2 separate regions of the Mus musculus genome follow, and region 2 is linked to region 1. Evidence: chromatin contacts called from public HiChIP or PLAC-seq data. All regions are on one chromosome and are shown on one strand. Each heading gives the region's core, a stretch centred on a gene start, on an enhancer-like site or on the middle of the called end of the contact. The rest is flanking DNA. Distances are from core to core; before and after follow the strand shown. Region 1 has its middle 14 kb from the start of Klrk1. Region 2 holds the start of Klrc1 (killer cell lectin-like receptor subfamily C, member 1).

Evidence for each region. HiChIP or PLAC-seq counts read pairs in DNA pulled down with a chosen protein or histone mark.
Region 2: a contact with region 1 is called in a BATF HiChIP or PLAC-seq map of CD8 T cells, with 24 read pairs. The contact joins the promoter of Klrc1 here to the enhancer-like site in region 1. A contact is called at or near these places in 1 of 39 promoter capture datasets (macrophages), 1 of 15 datasets of contacts at CTCF or cohesin (CD8 T cells), 3 of 115 datasets of contacts at active chromatin or transcription factors (CD8 T cells, effector CD8 T cells and memory CD8 T cells) and 4 of 9 other capture datasets (adipose tissue, liver, macrophages and 1 more).

What each region holds. Positions count from the first base shown.
Region 1 is chr6:129,607,067-129,610,241 of GRCm38.p6, forward strand. No RefSeq gene overlaps it. Among named protein-coding and RNA genes, the nearest start is that of Klrk1, 14 kb to the right of the region's middle. Within about 2 kb of position 1,480, at least 58 of the 459 cell types and tissues checked have an H3K27ac peak or open chromatin away from gene starts, as enhancers often do. A contact at or near this core is called in CD8 T cells, effector CD8 T cells and memory CD8 T cells, where this site is marked.
Region 2 is chr6:129,677,300-129,680,474 of GRCm38.p6, forward strand. Klrc1 (killer cell lectin-like receptor subfamily C, member 1) reads right to left here and starts at 1,674. Exons shown (of 7, transcript NM_001136068.2): 1 at 1,425-1,674; 2 at 997-1,098; 3 at 466-516; 4 at 1-23. The coding sequence starts at 1,611.

The DNA.
Region 1 (3,175 bases), core at 230-2,729:
GCCCTTGCTACTAAGACTGACAACTTGAGTTCAGTCTCTGGAACCCACATCCCGGAAAGAGAGAGAAAATTGATTTCCCCATGTTGTCTTTGATGTCTACTTGTGGGCTGTGGCATGTGTGCCCCTGCCAACATAATAAATAAAATTTAAAGAAGAGGAGGAGGAGAAGGAGGAGAAGGAGAAGGAGAAGGAGGAAGAGGAAGAGGAAGAGGAAGAAGGAGAAAGAGAAGAAGAAGGAGAAGGAGAAGGAGAAGGAGAAGGAGAAGGAAGGAGAAGGAGGAGGAGGAGGAGAAGGAGAAGGAGGAGGAGAAGGAGAAGAAGAGATGGAGGTGGATGTTGTGGCATTATAGGAGGAGGATGAAGGATAAGACCAACAAGAAGTTCAGGAAATTACATGTAAGAATTTTATAATGCCAGATTTTGTAGCAAACATTTGCATGATCTAAGGATAAATTGCTAGTATTACTGATGCTAGTGCTTCTTTTTAGCTTTATTTTTTGATTCTTTTTTTATTAGATATTTTCTTTATTTACATTTCAAATGCTATCCCGAAAGTTCCCTATACCCCCCCCCCCGCCCTGCTCCCCTACTTACCCACTCCCACTTCTTGGCCCTGGCATTCCCCTGTGCTGCGGCATATAAAGTTTGCAAGACCAAGGGGCTTCTCTTCCCAATGATGGCCAACTAGGCCATTTTCTGCTACATATGCAGCTAGAGACATGAGCTCCGGGGGTACTGGTTAGTTCATATTGTTGTTCCACCTATAGGGTTCCACCTAAAGTACCCCTTCAGCTCTTGGGTACTTTCTCTAGCTCCTACATTTGGGGCCCTGTGTTCCATCCTATAGATGATTGTGATCATCCACTTCTGTATTTGCCAGGCACTGGCATAGCCTCATACGAGGCAGCTATATCAGGGTCCCTTCAGCAAAATCTTGCTGGCATATGCAATAGTGTCTGGGTTTGGTGTTAGCTTTATATTTTATGGACATTGGTGTTTTTCCTTTATGTATGTTTCTGTGAGGGTGTCAGATCCCCTAGAACTGGAATTACAGACAATTACGAAGCTTCAATGTAGTTGCTGGAAATTGAATGTTTATCCTCTGGAAGAGAAGCCAGTACTTTCAACTGCTCAATGCTAGTCTTAAGACAACAGTATTGAGATTTAGGAGAGTTCATGAAGCAAGTCATTCATCTAACAACTTGTCTTTTCTGTGTGTATTTCTCTTTCATGCTTCTTATCCATTGCACATATGCATTGTAATGTCTTCTACAGCCATGCTGATTGCCACACTTTCTGCTTCAGCCTTTTAAAGTATCAATCCTTGCTTTTCAGTTCCATGTTTAAAATATATCTGGCCCATCTCCATCTAATTTTCAAGGTTTTCCTTTTGGGGTCTGTGAGTGAAGTGGGTAAAGCCTGCAGCTGGTTTCTCCCCACCACTCCATCTTTGAGTGTGGTCTTGTATCAGTGAGATCTTGGGTGTGAATCAATTTCCTGTTTGCCAGCTGTGGTCTTCTACTGTGTACCACAGTTGAGTCCATGTCACAAGATTTCCTGCTTCACTTCTAGAAGCAGATATTTTTAACTGCTATCAGAGCAGAGTATGGACAGCCTGGGATTCTGTGTTTTTTCCTAAGAGCAGCTGAGTTCCTTTTCCCATGCCTAGAACAAACAGGTTAGCTTGGGGTGCAAGGCCCCAAAGTGGTGTTGAAGAATCATCATGGTTGAATGCTTTGCCTCTGGTCACTTGTCTTTATCTTGATCTTAGAATCAGGACACTACATTGTTTTGTGTCTTTTCTCAAAGAGAAAAAAATCACTATCCTAAACTCAGGGGAAAAAAATCAGGGGAAGAAGACACTGGAGTTCTCAGGACTAACTGGCTAAGATTATTTTCTTTCTGACATCATCTTGATTTTCTTTCTTGGTTTTGATCTCTCCTAGGCTGTTTGTTTTTATGAAAAAGAGTTTCACCATGTAGCCTTGGCTGGTCTTGAATCAGCTTATTGACAAGGCTGGCCTCAAACTCATAGAAACCTGCTTGTTCCTGTCCTGACTGCTGGAATTAAAGGCATATGATGCCAAACCTAGACTTTTATTTCCTACAATTACTATGTATCTTAAAGATTCTTATTATAGGTGAGCATTTTAAGAAGGAGGAGGGAAGGTAAACAACAGACACCTTCTTTGCTCTTGCCATACCACCACATAGAGGATTCTGAGAAAGTTCCAAAGTAATATCAATACACAGAGAGAGAGCAAGAAGACCAGGATAGATACCATAAAACCCACCACACCAACCCTTGCCTTGCTTCTCTTTCCTACTGTTATAATCTCTTTAAGAAAGATGTAAAATTGTTAGACTTTTATTCTTGCTGGTTTGATCCCACTTCAGTAAAACTCCCCTTTGCCTTCAACACTGAGGGTCTCTGAGTAACTTTCTAGGACCCGTACTGTTCTGAGGACTCCTGGATCTAGGCCTTTTCCCTTCTACAGAATCAGAGGATAGTTTCTACGTTCTCCTCCATCCCCAAACTTTGGCAGGCCCTGCACTTCTGTGATACACAGAGGTTAGATGTGATCAGTGTCAACTGCTCCTTTTCAATCTTTCCATGGAACAGCTGGTGGGAACTAAAGAGAACATGATTGGAAAGTGAATGTTTGCTCTCTTGATCTGGGCCTATAAGAAGACCTAACATCTTAGAACAGCTTCTTCACACAGTGTTGGAAATTGAGCAAAACTTTAAACTGTTCTAATGGCAGCTGCCTTCATGCCTGTGACTCACTTATCAGTAACCCTCAAATATTTAAACATAAACACAAAGTGTTAAGTTGCCTTTCCCCTAGGCACAGTGGAATCTGTTTACACTGCAAAACTAACTCCATTTCTTGACCAAGAAAACACATATAACACATTCTGCACTAACCTGGAGATGATTATCACAGAAATATCAAGTGCTTTCCTAAGCACACCATGAAATGTATCTAAATTAGTTACACCCTTTCTCATGGTTTCTTTATTAGAAATGTTTTCAAAAGCTTTGTTTCTGGTAAAGCTGCTCACGCTGCTATCACAAGAATTTCCTCCCCTGAAACCTTTTGTATCAGCCTGCCTTGCATTCTAGTCTGGATTTTATGTTTTATTGAGGTCTGTATTGAGCTCTTGGAAATAA
Region 2 (3,175 bases), core at 424-2,923, 70 kb after region 1:
TGAAGATAGAGTGTAGTTTATATCTAGAGGCAACATGAACGTAATAATGAAATTAATATGTATTTATAGGTTTCAACATTCATGTAGAATATATATCAATGCAGCCAAGAGGCTAGTCATTATAAAACAAAATATACAAGTACTCAATACTCAAAATACTCAAGTACACAAGCAAAGAAAAGAGTTGCCCTCTGGCCCTGTGTTTATGTGTCTATCTGAAGCAAGAAATAAGTATTTATCCTACAGATTTTTTCAAAGTCATGGATAAAAAGTTTTATTCTAGAACAGTGAAATTCATTTTTGTCTTATTAGAGTTTGTTCTTAATGTTTATTTATGAACATGCAGCATTCATATTTCCAGGTTGTTTTCTTCCTAAAAACCTAATATCTTTGCATAATAAGACGAAAAATATACAATGTACAAATATCAGAACAAATATCAGAACTTTGACAAGCAAAATGTACCTCTGTGGGTTCTAGTCATTGAGGAATTGATCTGTGCCTTTGCTTCGGTATCTGAAGAGTTAAAATATTCTTATTAAATTAACACCCAAAATAATTGTAACAATTTTAGTTTCTTAATCTGAGTCTGTTGTACCATTTTGAATTAGGACACTGTGAAGTACAATTTTAATTGCCCCCCCCCCACCCATGTGAAAAACTTTGGAGAAAATTACTTCAATGAAAGCCCAAATTTCAACATCTTTTACTGTGTAACCTATGACAAAACCACTTTCCAAACAGTTTTCACATCTCAGTAAAGAATCTCCAAGGCTCTGAACTATGTGTTTAAGTTAGGGAATCATTGAAAAATCAAAAGCAAACATTTATACAATTCCTCTGATAGTCATAATATTCTGAATATCATAACAACCATTCCACATTTAATACAAATACATACTTTAAACTAAACTGTCCTTGATAGGAAGTTTTGAAAGGCACTTCCAGTCATTAAAGTGGAAAGTTCCTTTATAGTCTTAAAAAAAGCATGCTTACATGGTGTGGCAACTGTAGTAATTACAACCACAGCGACAATTAAGACAAAACAGATGAGGCCCAGGGTACCAGCAATGAGTTTCTCTGGAGGAGATGGAAAACCTTCAGAGAGAAATGCAAGGGTTTATGAAGGTGGCTGTTCACAAGGTTTATGAACACAAAAAACCTACATACACATTGAGACAAACAGATAACCTCTGATCCCCGGCTCTTCTCCATGCAGTGATCTGTTTGTAGGCAGTACTGTTTTACTTTTGGTGAACAGAGCGATCCAGAAAGTCTTACAACAGAGTGAAATCTACGCTCCCAATTTACAAAAGCATAGGTCAAGTGAGAACTACGGCCCTCCCAAAAAAGACCATTTCTACCTCTGCCCACACCTCTTCATGGCCCTGGCATCGCAGTGCAGGGTCCACCCAGTGGCTCACCTTTGCAGGGGCAATTCCTGCAGATCCAGGGATGCTCCTGAGAAGGATTTTGAAAGCTGAAGTCCGAATAGATGATTTCCTGCTCGATGACTGAAATGGAGCTGCGAGGACCCCTTGGTTTCCTGTGCTGGTTCCTTGAGTTCTTTGCCACCTTCAGTTCTGCATAGGTGACGCGTTCATTACTCATGTCTGCAGCTAGTGATGTGCTGAGGCAAAGGTACACAATCTGATGAGGCCAAAGGAGGAGGAGTTTGGAACAATGGCACTCATTTTGCAGTTGGAAATTTAAACCTAATCTATTTTTCTTCCCTTGGACAATGAATACGAGTGCTGTGGTAACAACAACAACAACAGCAACAACAACTTTTGGCAAAATATTTTTGATAAGGCAACAACTTAATGGGGAACAAAGATGCTGACAAACCAAAGAATTGTTTTATAAATTAAATTTAGTTTTCATAGGACTAACACCATGAAATAGGTAATGCTTACACCAAAGATCCCAACACTAATAGAAATGAATGTTGAATTCATTTCAAATTACTTTTTAAAATTATTTTCAGAATTTCACATAATTTCTATCCCCCTCTCTTCCCTTCCAACCTGTTTCATTCCTTCCTCCCTCTCTGAAATTCATGATCTCCTCTTTAATTATCATTGCTATATTTTTATCTGTGCATGCACACACAGCAATCAGCTAAACTTTAGTAATAAATTAAAATCCAATAATGAGAAAATCTGACTTCTCTAGATAGGTAACCTAGGAAGGTTGATACATATATATGTGTATAAAACATGCATATGATTTTAATAGCTAATGTATTTATTAAAATATGTTTGATGTAAAATTTATTTTATTTGGAATAATTGAGTTCAGAGAAATGACTAAAACTTAAAGGATATTGTACATTCTTGAAAATGCTATGTCAAAAAAATCATGCTTAAAACAAATGATATTCAAAATATTTCAAAGACCATTTTAATTCCATTTTATTTAAAAAAATTAGCCAACAAGTGAAACTATAACATGAAAAAATGATTCATAGTAGAATGATGATTCAAAATTTCCCAAAGAGTCCAAGGCTGCCAAATTGAGTGTCATTTTAGTCACATAAAATACAATTGTAATAACCCAATATAATTTAACAATTCAATCAGTTAGCCCTGGAATAAGTGAGATCTAGAATTAATTCTGGTTTTAAAACTTGTGTGACTCTTGAGAAGTTAGTAATAGCCCTGTGCATTAATCTAAAATGAAAAAAAAATCATGTAAGGCAATTAGTACTCCCCTCTGGCATGCAGAGCTCTCAATAAATACTACCTATTTAAATCAATATTTTAGTTTCCACTTTCACTATTGTTCTTCACCACTCAGTGAGAGAATCCTTTTAAGAATCTGCACCCTCTGGGATAAATTGATATGGTTTCATCCAAAGAGCCACAGCACATAGATTTCAACACGTAGAATTCACACTTCATCATCAGGTCCTCCGTAGTAGTAGGTTTAATTATATTCATAAAGGAACAGAAATGCAAGAGGGTGACTAACTCTCCATAGACAACAAGGACAGAACTATGAGATGGTCCCCAGTGTGTTCCAGATGATGGCTAACTCTCCATAGACGATGACAAGCACTTTGAGACGGTCCCCTGTGTGTTCCATGCACTTGGCTTTATCTGAGCTGTTTAAAGGCATCTATGTTCCAGTTTGTTCCTCTGCATCTGAACGGTGCCTCAGTTGCTCCACATGT